3 separate regions of the Arabidopsis thaliana genome follow, and regions 1 and 2 are each linked to region 3. Evidence: chromatin contacts called from public capture Hi-C data. All regions are on one chromosome and are shown on one strand. The core of a region is the stretch at or near the end of the contact, and the rest is flanking DNA. Distances in the headings are between cores, read along the strand shown. Region 1 holds the start of CAC2 (acetyl Co-enzyme a carboxylase biotin carboxylase subunit). Region 2 holds the start of AT5G35160 (Endomembrane protein 70 protein family). Region 3 holds the start of PAP26 (purple acid phosphatase 26).

Region 1 (4,457 bases), core at 1,060-3,559, 470 kb after region 3:
GAATTGTAAAATCAGTGATAACTAAACTTTTTGAATAACAAGAAATTGTGGATGGAGTTTAAAAGTCATCAAAGCAATAACACTAGAATATACTAAGAATATAATAATCCATTAACGAATAAATGTGGAATCTGAAAAAATTTTAAATTAAAAATTCATCAACCAATAACACCTTCTTAGCAGCAAAACTCAAAAGTTAGGCGATCGAATTTGATTTTGTCTCAACTTAGCCTGTGAATTCAAATTATTTTTCTATGATTTTGTCCCTTAAATTATAACTGATCTACTTCATATAGACTATTATAACTAAAATCATTTCTAGTCAATAATAGAAGATGCTACGAACAAAAGCACTTAATTTTGAAACCTTAAATAAAATACATAGTATAACGATTTTTATATACTTATCTATTAGATCACAAAAACTAAATTCAATGTTAAAAATAAAGTACATAAATTTATTTGAGATATGGAAGAGGTAAGAAAATATTATTTGATAAATATATCACAACAATTATTTTGTTAAATATTACATAAATAAAATGACACACGAATATTATCGAAAATAGTCAAATATCCAAAATAGATAATAGAGATAGATCTTTTCAACTTCATTTCCTTGCATGATGGTCAAAATTGATATTTTGTTACATGTATCAAGACTTCCAGTTTACAAAGGTGAATTTGAACTAAAATAAATATGAAAATCAAAGAAGAAATAAGTATAATCTAGTAACACAATATAAATAAAGGGTTTTGTGCAAAAAAAACTGAAATTGTATATTGTTGCAGCTTTACCCTTCACGTTAAAAAAATGCAAATAATCCTATAAATTTTAAAAATAATGCGAAATATAGCCATTTTTTTGCAAATTTACATATATTGTAAATATTTTCATGATCACATACATTTGTTTTTGAATTAGACTCTTCCAATATAGCAATCTATTGAAGAAATAAGTATTATTTATCAAAAAATTGAATTTTTGACAATAGCAAAAAAGTTAATTTGCGTATTATTTTGAAATTCATAAGTATTTTGCATTTTTTTATGTGAAAGATAAAATTGCAAAAATAGACGAATTTGAAAGTTGTTTTTGCACAAAACCCAAAAATAAAATACAACAATATAGGATATATAGATCATAGCCTCTAAAAATAAATTTAAAATTAGACTCTTCCAATGATGTTTCAACCCATATAACAACAGAAAAGCAAAACAAAAATATTTAAAATTTGAGATAGGTTCGAAGATGATTATCTTTGGAACTTGGTTTTCTTGATGTATATGATTAAATTTGGTGCATATGTAATTAAGTGTGCACTGGACCAATAAAAAACATTGAAACCTTATATAATATATCTTCTTATGACACATTATTATTTAAATAAACAAACAAACAAAACTTTAAAAGCGTTTGCGTTCAGCGTTCAGCGTTCAGCGTTTGCGTTCGACGTTTAGAGTTGGCACAAAATCCACCAAATTAAAACCATTCAGGCGGAGGATTCAATATATCTCACAGTTTCACTCTCAACATTTCAATATCTCTCTCTCTCTCTGTGAAGAACAAATACAGCGTTTCTTCTGCGATTAGATCTATTTCGATACTCACGAGGATTGCCTCCTGAGGAGACTACATATACTAAACAAAATACAAGCTGAGGAGACTAAATATATTTAGTTAATACCAATAATATATGATATACAACTACATATTTACAAACAAAGAAAATATAGTAGATTTGTAATATATACATAATTGAGATTTGATGATTGATTAAACCAAGAATACCGTGCGTAGCACGGGTACTGACATAGTATGTGTATTATTCTGAACTTCATAAGATTATTTTTCATTTTTGATGTGAAAGATAAAGTTGCAAAAATGGTCGAATTTGAAGGTTTTTTGCACAAACCCAGAAATAAAATAAAACAATATAAGATATGATCATAGCCTCTGAAAATAAATTTAGAACTAGACTCTTCCATTGATGTTTCAACCCATATAACAACATAAAAGCAAAGCAATAAGTTGAAAGATGATAATCAAAATTAAAAAATGAGTATCTTTGCAACTTGGTTTTCTTGATGTATATAATTAAATTTGTTACATATGTAATTAAGTGTAAACTGGACCCATAAGACCTTTTTCATCCTTGTAAGCTTAATGGGCTTTATCAATATAATGTTGGCCGACAAAAAAAAAAAAAAAAAGACCCATAAGAAACATTGAAACCAGTCTGGCCCATGACCCATATAATTTATCTTTAAAAGAGTCTGCGTTCCACGTTTGCGTTCCGAGTTTGCGTTCCGTGTTTGCGTTTAGAGTTGGCACAAAATCCACCAAATCAAACCAGTCGGGCGGAGGATTCAATATCTCAGAGTTTCACTCTCAACATTTCATTCTCTCTCTCTCTCTCAACAATTAGATCTGTTTCGATAATCACGAGGTTTCCCTCACTTCCTTTCCATTGCTAAACCAGGATTTGCCTCCTGCATTTGGAAATGGACGCTTCTATGATTACCAATTCCAAATCCATTACTTCTCCACCCGTAAGCACCAAAACGCTATTAATTTGAAATTCGTCAATCTCTGTTTCTCTGTTTCTCTGTTTCATGTCTCTGAATCTGTTAAATCTGTTATATGAAGTCTTTAGCCTTAGGGAAGTCAGGAGGAGGAGGAGTTATCAGAAGTTCACTATGTAACTTAATGATGCCAAGCAAAGTTAACTTCCCTAGACAAAGAACTCAAACTCTAAAGGTTAGCCAGAAGAAACTCAAGAGAGCTACTAGTGGTGGTCTTGGTGTTACATGCAGTGGTGGTGATAAGATTCTCGTAGCGAATCGAGGTGAAATTGCAGTTCGTGTTATCAGAACTGCTCATGAAATGGGGATTCCTTGTGTTGCTGTGTATTCTACTATAGATAAAGATGCTCTTCATGTTAAATTAGCTGATGAAGCTGTTTGTATTGGTGAAGCTCCTAGTAACCAGTCGTAAGTGTGGAACAAAATGATTGATCTTGTTGTGTAGAGAATGAACTAGTGTTGAATTCTTGTCCTTTTGTGTGTAGGTATTTGGTGATTCCGAATGTTCTGTCTGCGGCTATTAGCCGTGGATGTACAATGCTTCATCCTGGATATGGTTTTCTTTCGGAGAACGCTCTCTTTGTTGAAATGTGTAGAGACCATGGGATCAATTTTATTGGACCTAATGTAAGTGTCTTATATCTCTTCAAAGACTTTATAGACTTTGCAGAACTTCATTAGTCTCAGTTCAGCCCTAGCTTTCTTTTGTTGGAGAGAAGGAAGATTTCAGTATCTGATTTATCGGTATTTCGTCTTTTCTATCTGTAGCCTGATAGCATCCGTGTTATGGGAGACAAAGCGACTGCAAGAGAGACAATGAAAAATGCAGGGGTTCCCACTGTACCAGGGAGTGATGGGCTATTGCAGGTATTTTTTTAGATTATCAGTTTAGTATTTCAAGTTTTTGCATGTCAAGAGAAGTCTTGGGATTTGAATGTTTTATTTTGTCTTATTGCAGAGTACAGAAGAAGCTGTCAGGGTCGCCAATGAGATTGGTTTCCCTGTAATGATCAAGGTAATATTAACTTGATTGGATTTGGAGTTAAATTTGTATTTCATACTTTCTTTTATGTAACCGATAAACTGGATTCTCAAAATTGGTCTGCTTGAAAAGACACAAATTTAAGTATGTTTATTTTATGCTCAGCTTGTCTCCCTGTACTTATTGATATGCTTATAGTTACAAAAACTGACTGTTCTCACTTTTCTGGTTTCAAGGCAACAGCTGGTGGTGGTGGACGTGGAATGCGTCTTGCTAAGGAACCGGGAGAGTTTGTAAAACTGTTGCAGGTATGACAATCATGTAAATCTGAACCAACAATTCCTCTGATAGAATTTTTAATGAGTCCAGGGATCAAGTTCTCCATAAGCATAATTGCAGTATTGTCACAGATTCTTTATTTCTTTCTAACTCAGACAATGTAAAGGTGTAATCTCATGATGTTTGCCACATTTCGAAATTTAGACAACTGTATAGTTGTGAAAGCTGGAAGTGTAGTAGCTTAAATCTAGTAATACTGACCATTGATATCAATTAAACAACCAGATTGTATGCTTTCCGCTTGCCTTTATAGTCACAGTTTTCTTAAATGAAAATTCCACAAAAGATTCGACTTCCCTTTATTGAACTTGGCTTAATTTTTTTATCGACAGCAAGCTAAGAGCGAGGCTGCTGCTGCTTTTGGGAATGATGGATGTTATCTGGAGAAGTTCGTACAAAACCCTAGACATATTGAGTTCCAGGTATGCATTTTATCAGGAGAAGTTGTTCAAAACAGTTGAGGTTTTAGCAAAAGATGATTCTTGTGAGTTGATGGTCTAGTGATACACATTATTGATCCCAAAGCCATATTTTCTCTCTGTACCTCTTG
Region 2 (4,532 bases), core at 729-3,228, 300 kb after region 3:
GAAGCTGAGTAAGCCCGAGTTGCGGCTGAGCAAAAGGACTAGCTCGAGCACTTGTCTTTAGTCGAGAGATATCTGCGAGAAACAGATCCGCAATTCCTAAACTTCATGACCACTCACTCTTCTACATCGACAAAGCCTCTAGCAGAAACTCCTCCACATAATGATCCATAGGTTTAGATTTTCCAACACTTTTCCCTTGAACTTTGAACTAATCTTTCAAGAAGATGTTTATGAACAAGAATAATGTGTGTTTATGTATTTGAATTCCAATGTTTGATTTTCCATTTATGAATGTGTTATAATACTTTATAGCATTTCAAACAACAAACAAGAACACAACCCAATTGCAAACAACAAACAAGAACACAACAATCGATGACCAAATTCTTATTCAGACATAAAACGTAGTCGCAAAATAGTACTAAAACAGTCGTAAAACAGTCATAAAATTAACGTCAAATAGTCACCCAAATTACCGACTATTAACTCACAATGGCCATAAGTCGTTCAATAATCGTCACATAGTCGTAAATGTTTTAGTGACTATGATACGACTACAAGAATCATACCCACATACAATATTATTTACGTAACCTAGTCGCTAAATAGTCGCCCAATTATACAACTATACCACGACTATTATATACTTTTTGTATAGTAGTCGTATATTTGTCGTAAAATGACGACTAATATACGACTACACAACTTAGCGAATATGTATTAACGACTACGGAGTTTAGTTGCCTTCTAGTATGATATTTTGTTTTACGACTACTGAGCGACTACCTCTGTAGTCAGTGATCGCCTGTTTTCTTGTAGTGACTAGAACAAGGTTCGGTTACTGTTTCAAGATAATGTGTTATATTGGTTTTCATTGTTCATGCATACAACATGAATTGTGCTTAGAAGTTGTTAGATCGACTAGATACAAGTTCTTGAGAACATATTATTCATACAATCTCCACACACCACTCCTTACGTAGATGTGCATCGATTAACCATATGCACAAATCGTAGAATAGAAGAAGAAAGGAAAAATATAGTAAATTTTGGAGACAAATAAAATGAAGATGACTACAAATATTGTTGAATAGGGAAGAAGAAGGAAAAACGAGCTGCTAGGGTTTAGACGAAAATATTTAAACTACAATCTTTAAATCATAATAAAAACTAAATAAATTACAATTGAAACGTAATCTATAATACATATTTAGTTTCCTTATTTATTTATTCACTTTCTATATTCAGAGTTTTCTAAAAAGTTCAGAAACTCATATCTAAATAATAGTAAAATGTCAGTTCTAAACGAAAAATAACACTTTTTAATTAACATTAGCAGACGATGAAATAATTCATAGAATGGCTATTTCAAAGTATTTAGATCATAAAGTAAAAATTTTAGAAATCAGATTTTCGGATTCTGAATTATTCAAAACGAAAAAAATCTAAAGTTCATAGAATCTGTATAGAAATGTAAAATTCACAGTCTGAATTTTGTAGAACGCTAGAAAACATGTTTTAAAAATTTCAGTTAAACTTTATCTATCAAATTTTTTTTTTTTAATAAATAAATAGAATTACACTTCAAAACATTTCTATTCTTCTGTATCTAAATATTAATGTGAATATTTTTTTGAAAAAAACTTAAAATAAGATGTATAAATATTTTAGTCCAAATTAACCTTCTCACCAAATAAGAATAGATGGACAATTTTTTTTTGTAGATATTCTTTTTTAAAAAAATTTCCTAAAATTTAATTGAGTTTTGAAATGAATTATACTTTACGGAACGAAAAAAAAAAAGAAATGTCATGCTTTACGGAGTTTTGAAATGAATTATACTTTACGGAACGAAAAAAAAAAAGAAATGTCATGCTTTACGGTGTTTAACGTAAAACGAAAACAAAACCGACGGTGCGGTAGGTATTGTGGTAATTATTTTGAGTCATGGAGGGTAATTTCGTCCAAACGTAGTTTTAACATGCGTCGGTGTTCTTCTTCGTCTTCACTCGTCGTATTAAAAGCCTCATGCGTTCCTTCACCGAGAAATTCTCACTTCTTCGCTACCAAATCTCCTCTTCCCCGGAATAGGTGAGTTCCGATCTCCTTTTCCCGTTTCGAGAACCCTAATCTCATCATTTCTCAAACCACTTATCTGTCTCCTTCCTCGAATTTTCTAGATCTGAGCTTCTTCTTTGACTATTCACCGATCCGGATCTAAAAAGGTGTTTCCTCAATTTGTTAAACCAGATATGAGGTCAATGGATCGATTTGGGATCTGGGTTTTGGCGATTTTGTTAGTGATTCAATCAAGTTTTGGGTTTTACCTTCCTGGAAGCTATCCACATAAGTATGAAGTTGGTGATTACTTGAACGTGAAGGTGAATTCACTTACTTCTATAGAAACAGAAATGCCTTTTAGCTATTATAGTTTACCCTTTTGTAAACCCAGTGAAGGAATTAAGGATAGTGCTGAGAATTTAGGTGAACTTCTTATGGGAGATCGGATTGAGAATTCGCCTTATAGGTTTAGAATGTTTAAGAATGAGAGTGAGATCTTTCTTTGTCAGACTGATAAATTGTCTGCTGATAGTTTGAAGCTTTTGAAGAAGAGGATTGATGAGATGTATCAAGTTAATCCTATGCTTGACAATTTACCGGCGATTCGGTATACTAAGAGAGATGGGTATGTTTTGAGGTGGACTGGTTATCCTGTTGGGATTAAGGTTCAGGATGTTTATTATGTTTTTAATCATTTGAAGTTTAAGGTTCTTGTTCATAAGTATGAAGAAGCTGCTAATGTGGCTCGTGTGATGGGTACTGGTGATGCCGCTGAGGTCATTCCGACTATTGGGAAGAAAGATTCTGATGTCCCTGGTTATATGGTTGTTGGGTTTGAGGTTGTTCCTTGTAGCTTTGCTCATAATGGTGAATCTACGAAGAAGTTGAAAATGTATGAGAGATATACTACTCCGATTAAATGTGATTCCACTAGGGTGTCTATGTCTGTTAAGGAAGGTCAGTCTATTGTCTTCTCTTATGAAGTCAGTTTTGAGGAGAGTGACATCAAATGGCCATCTAGATGGGATGCGTACTTGAAGATGGAGGGTTCGAAGGTTCATTGGTTCTCAATCTTGAACTCTCTTATGGTAATCACTTTCTTGGCTGGTATTGTTCTGGTGATATTCTTGAGAACTGTTAGGCGGGATTTGACTCGTTATGAGGAGCTTGACAAGGAGGCTCAAGCTCAGATGAACGAAGAGTTGTCTGGATGGAAGCTTGTTGTGGGTGATGTTTTCCGTGCTCCATCAAATGCCTCGCTATTGTGTGTCATGGTTGGTGACGGAGTTCAGATTCTTGGCATGGCTGTTGTTACCATTTTGTTTGCTGCTCTAGGGTTCATGTCACCGGCTTCACGTGGAACACTTATTACTGGTATGCTCTTCTTCTACATGATTCTTGGCATTGCAGCTGGTTATGTTTCTGTTCGTCTTTGGAGGACAATTGGTTGTGGCGAACACCGTGGATGGATGTCTGTCGCATGGAAAGCTGCTTGCTTTTTCCCGGGTATTGCGTTTCTGATCCTTACAACGCTGAACTTCCTTCTATGGGGTAGCCATAGCACTGGAGCCATTCCTTTCTCTCTATTTGTCATCCTCCTCCTCCTGTGGTTTTGCATCTCGGTTCCTCTAACTCTTATCGGTGGTTACTTTGGAGCCAAGGCTCCTCACATTGAATTCCCAGTTCGAACAAACCAAATTCCCCGGGAAATCCCCGCTCAGAAATACCCATCCTGGCTTCTGGTTCTTGGCGCTGGAACACTTCCATTCGGTACCCTCTTCATCGAGCTTTTCTTTATCATGTCCAGCATCTGGATGGGCCGTGTCTACTACGTCTTTGGATTCCTTTTTGTAGTCTTGATCCTTCTTGTCGTAGTGTGTGCCGAGGTTTCCCTAGTGCTAACATACATGCACCTGTGCGTTGAAGACTATAAGTGGTGGTGGAAATCCTTCTTTGCATCTGGATCCGTTGCAATCTACATCTTCATATACTCCATAAACTATCTCGTCTTCGACCTCAAAAGCTTGAGTGGACCCGTTTCAGCGACTCTTTATCTCGGCTACTCTCTCTTTATGGTCCTGGCTATCATGCTCGCAACAGGTACCGTTGGTTTCCTCTCTTCCTTCTGGTTCGTACACTACTTGTTTTCTTCGGTGAAACTTGACTAAGGAATCAGACCAGAGGCTTATTGGCTTAAAGAGATTGTATAACTTTTTGGAGAGAACTGAGATATCGTTTAAGCAAAGGCATCAATCAAATCATTCAATTGCTCCAACAAGGAAGTGTAAGGGTTCATTGTGTCATATTGGAAGCTTCAAATTTTCCTTTTCATCGTGTAAGAAAATTTGTTTCCTCTTTCTTGTTTTTCTCATCTTGTTGCATCTTTTATGGTAATGCCTCTGAACTTGAAAATGTTTATTTTTTTCCTTAATGTTTAAGATTAATTTTGGTTCTGTTCGGTTTTGATTACT
Region 3 (4,809 bases), core at 1,403-3,902:
GCCAGGTCTGGGGTTGTAAGGATATCTCGGCAGATCGTTTTCGGGTGTGTATTTTCTAGGTTGTGGTTAGGCATTTGGTGGAGAGTGTCTCTCCTTAGTCAAGTCTTATAGCGAATTGGAATGAGAAGCAGTTTTATAACATCGTACTTATAACATTCCAAGGCTCACGCTTTTTGTGTTCCAGTAATCTAATTGAATCTGATCATGTTACTAACCTTCCAGCCAGACCTTCTTGATTTCCTCCGTCTCCAACTGTGATATAAACAGGCGCTGACTTATCTGGAACTGGGTAACGATCTCCGCTTGACACGTTATACCGCACATTTGATATTCGGTACTGAGATGGAGAAACAAAACAAAGATTTTACTAAACACAATGAAACATATATATTCTATGCGGAGCTTATGGTAATACGAAAGTACCGATCTCTCGTAGGCATGAACATGCCCAGCAAAGATTACATCAACTTTGTGTTGGACAAACCACTCCTCAAAAGCTGCTCGCATGCTTTCACCCTCCATGAAATGTGCTTCATTACTGTTGTATATTGGGACGTGCATCAAAACAATTAGCCAAGGTGTTTTCTCCCTATCAACTCTTGTAAGCTCTTCACTAAGCCAGTGCCATTGCGGGGTATACTTCACTGTACAACACACAGAAAGAGTCATGCTTAACCACTCATTTGGGTAAATCTTTTACTTATAAGAAAGAGTCATGCTTAACCACTCATTTGGGTAAATCTTTTACTTATAAAGTAAAGAACAAAAAAGTTAGAAGCAGGGGATGTTGTTGAGCAGTTAAGGTATTACCAAAAGGCGAATAGCTGGAGAGGACAATGATATGAGCAGATGCACGCCTAACAGCGTACCAAAGAGGACTGCTACTTTTTGAGGCTAAGTAAGGCGTAGTGTAACGCTGAAGGTAATTCCTGAAAGGTGTCACCTCCCCCTGTAAATGTTTTACATGTTTGAGAACTCTTAGGAGAAGCAAAAACAGAAGTCAAGCGCACAATCGGAATAGAAATTACAAGTAATAGCTATAATGAATTTTTCATTTTCCTGTCCTATATTTAATCATATCAAAATTCATGTAACCAGTTCATTTATATCTTCTAATCTTCAGCATACTTTCTTAAGAACCTTTTCCATTGATCTGTCTGAGAAACTGTTAAAATGCAAAAACCGTAGCAGTTCGAACCACTCACTATTTTAAATTCCATAGGAGTCGAATTTATGCATAACCTATATGTTACTTGGCTAGGTAGAAAGTAAGTATAAGATGAATCAGATATTAACCATGTATGGCATGTAATCTACTTCATGATTTCCTGCAGACCAAAGCCACGGTTGATAAGCGGTACTACGCTCCACAAAACGACCCCAGCTATCCCATCTCACACCAACGTCATTATACTGATATCTATCAGCATAAGAAAGATCTCCAAGAAATAAAACAGCCTGAGCTCCACTCTCCATGTAATGTTCCAACGTGGATAACGAGTTGAATGTCTGACCCATATCGCCTACAATTCGTAAGTAAAACTGAGTTTGGCTAGTACAGAGCTAGAGAAACAAGTCAAGTAACTCTCATTGAAACAATACTACAAACTACCTCTGCAATGAATCTTAAAGCACAGTTGCATTTAGATCAAACTACTAACCTATAATACCAAACTTGTAGGAAGCATCTGGATGTACATGTGGTGGTGTAACAAACCAAAACTCTCGAGAAGATTCACCGCTTTCAATCTTGTAATAGTATTTTGTATCATGCTGATAACAAAAAAAGAAAATCAGCATTTGTATGTAATCTAACCACCAAATATAAAATATAAACTCAGATACCTCAAGGTCAGAGACAAGGCAGTGATGAATAAAGCCAGACTTATACTTGTAAAACGTGTAGTTATGGTAAGTCCCTTGAGCAACAAACTCATATTTCCCCTGAACCGCACCGTAATGTACTTGGCTAGAACCAGGTTCATCAGGTGTAACCCAAGAGATGATAACAGCTTTACCATCATAATCACCTTGAGTTATGTGTACTTGTTGTGGTGCATTATATCCTTTTGGGACTTTGAAAACATGATGATCAAGTGGTATATCAACCGCAGGCCATTCAGATCGAATAAAACTACTTGTGATTCCAGATTCTCCTCTATATAACAACAATACTGAGCTCAAGAACACAGAGATTATCACCAAATGATTCATCACGTCACCAAATCTCGACTCAGTTTTTTTACCTGTAGCCACAAAGAATCGCGAATCTGAATGTTGATTTCAAATCTAGAATGAAGCAAATCTTAAGATACAATCTGAGAAATTCGTTGTGATTTTAAGATCTGAAGAAATCGAGAGAGAGGTTATGGATATTACCTGAGAGATGAAGGAGATGACATTTGGGAGATTATCGTCTCGATGACATTAATAAGCCCGTCGGATATGTATGAATGAGCTATCGAAGAAGGTGACCACATACGTGGAGATTTATGATTGGTTGAGGGAAATGGATTGGGTCTTAAGCATTAAAGTGCATAACGTAACCTTTTAACTAATTTGATATTCTTAGAAATAGTTTGGTGTCAAGAAAAAGTTTGGACTCAAGACTTCCACGATATCGCTGGAGAAAAAGTTTCTAAGAGCATCTACGACGCAAAGTTTTTAATTTGATTTTTAAGTTTAATTATATTATATATATATATATATATAAAAGTAGGATATAATACTTCAGTTTCAAAAATATAATAGTTCATGCGGAAAAATATAAAAGAATTGATTTGGCTATATATGTCACCAAAGAGTAGTTATCTTTTTCGGTCAAAGGTTTTGATTCAAAAAAGAATTTCACAGTTATGAGTGTTTGAACTGGAATAGTTTTATGATGGGTGACCTTCCGATAAATGATTGTCGGAACTATGCGAGTGAGGATAAAGCAAGAGAAAATATCATGTGGTAACAAGTCTTTAAAGCTTCTCGGACGTGGCATACCGACCGTCGGACAGGGGTGTGCTCATGGGGCTGAGAGAGGACGTAGGATCCACATATAGGAACGGTCGGGGCGTTAAATAGGGCTTCACTCTCCTTTTATTAGTCTATTAGAATAGTTATTAGCGTAAGGCGCAGCAAGCCGGCAAAGATATAATGGTGATAAGAAAAATAAATTAAGAATTTTAGATTTATTTTAGTGAATTTAAAAAGTGCCAAACTTATTACCCAAAATATATGAAATATTTACTGAAATGTTATAGAAAGTTGGAATATTGTTAGAATATCATACATTCTCTAAACATTACTTATATATTTTGTGCAATTGTGTAATTAAAATTAACACTCTTGATTAGTTTTTTTTAATTAAGATTTTTTATTATTATTTATAACTAAAAATGATTAATGAAAATTATGATAATCCACCTCATTAAGAGGAACGTTTTGGTTTCCCTCCCTGTTATTGTTTCGCAGCAAATTTACATGTTACGGCTGAATTATAATGCTACACATAAGATGAAAGGTCGCGGAAATCTACATATTACGGCTAAGTTATTACGAATATACATATTTTTCATAGCCTTGTTCGAGAACATGTAGCTCAGCTTTAACTGATGGCTCAACTCATTCAAACCATAGTCATCGAACACCAACTTTACAAGCTTATCGTGCGTTCTTTCCGCATAAATTTGCACAACTCTTCACCCTCTATCGTTAGTGTTAAATACAAATTCTTTACCCAGTTACCACAAATAACAATTTCTAGAACCGGATTGATTATATCGGGCGAAGGATGTAAGAAAATGAAAAAGAATGAGGAAGACGATGACGAATTGGAAGTTCCAGTGATGTGAAAAACTCAGGTGAAAAAGACGAGTTGAAAAAAAGATGTTTCGTATTTCTTTTAATGATGATGAAATGAAATGTTACATCGACGTAATTTTTTAATTGATGAAGTAGCAAGTAAGCCACCAAACAAACATGAAAATTTGCCTAAATAAATTAGCCATTAAACAAAACTAGAAGTCAGCCGCAACATGAATACTATTACAGTAATTAAAAAACAAAAAAAAAACGACAAGTTAATTCAGTCGTTTAATGTTGTAACTCAACCTACAATCTTTAACTCATCTGTATTGTTTAATAAGTCGGTCGTAATTGCTTGCTATTAAAGTAATTAATCTTTTGCTACTAAGTCAGCCGTAACTAGGCCGAGTTATCCGTTAATCCAGCTCATTACGGCTGATTTATGACACTCGAACATAAATCAGTTGTAAGGACATCCCATAACTAAGCCGTCTTTGATAACTCAGCCAGTCGAAAAAGTTAACTCAACCGTGTCAAGAGAATAACTCAGCCAAAGTTTTGACAATCAACCATTAGGTAAAAACTCAGTCGTAACTTAGGCTGGGTTATTCTTGAAATTCTCATAACTCAGACAAATCTCTTTAAGTCAGCCGTAATGTAGGTTGGATTATCTCATAACTCATAAAAATTTTCATTAAGTCAACCGTAATTCTACGCTCAGTTATACTATAAGTTAGCTGTTTTCTCATAACTCAGCCATTTTTTCTTAAATCAGCCGCAACATATCGTAACTCAGCCGTCCCTGCCATTATATTATTTTACGGCTGAGTTCATTAATACATGTCAGCGATTACTGACGTGGCGACGCGGTTTTGCTAACATGGCAATGAAACTGAAAAATCGATTTGGGGATTTAGGGATTTGAAGATTTGGGGATTTTGAGATTTAGGGATTGAAAAATCGAATTGGGATTTTGTGGTTTGTGTTAAGCACAAAACGACGTCGTTTTAGATA

Evidence for each region. Capture Hi-C pulls out chosen DNA fragments and counts their contacts.
Region 1: a capture Hi-C map of seedling shows a contact between it and region 3, with 2.7 times the contacts expected there. The contact joins the promoter of CAC2 here to the promoter of PAP26 in region 3. A contact is called at or near these places in 1 of 26 Hi-C or Micro-C datasets (root) and 1 of 3 other capture datasets (seedling).
Region 2: a contact with region 3 is called in a capture Hi-C map of seedling, with 2.4 times the contacts expected there. The contact joins the promoter of AT5G35160 here to the promoter of PAP26 in region 3. A contact is called at or near these places in 2 of 26 Hi-C or Micro-C datasets (callus and root) and 1 of 3 other capture datasets (seedling).

Annotation. Positions count from the first base shown.
Region 1 is chr5:13,581,795-13,586,251 of TAIR10.1, forward strand. CAC2 (acetyl Co-enzyme a carboxylase biotin carboxylase subunit) reads left to right here and starts at 2,310. Exons shown (of 16, transcript NM_122927.4): 1 at 2,310-2,553; 2 at 2,651-2,994; 3 at 3,072-3,213; 4 at 3,355-3,453; 5 at 3,545-3,601; 6 at 3,805-3,876; 7 at 4,240-4,329. The coding sequence starts at 2,506.
Region 2 is chr5:13,412,693-13,417,224 of TAIR10.1, forward strand. AT5G35160 (Endomembrane protein 70 protein family) reads left to right here and starts at 1,979. Exons shown (of 2, transcript NM_001344097.1): 1 at 1,979-2,091; 2 at 2,181-4,532. The coding sequence starts at 2,253. The coding sequence ends at 4,229. It also overlaps the pseudogene AT5G35150.
Region 3 is chr5:13,109,004-13,113,812 of TAIR10.1, forward strand. It overlaps PAP26 (purple acid phosphatase 26), which reads right to left and starts at 2,653. Exons shown (of 9, transcript NM_122874.4): 1 at 2,380-2,653; 2 at 1,846-2,246; 3 at 1,662-1,773; 4 at 1,297-1,523; 5 at 811-949; 6 at 424-644; 7 at 216-337. The coding sequence starts at 2,214.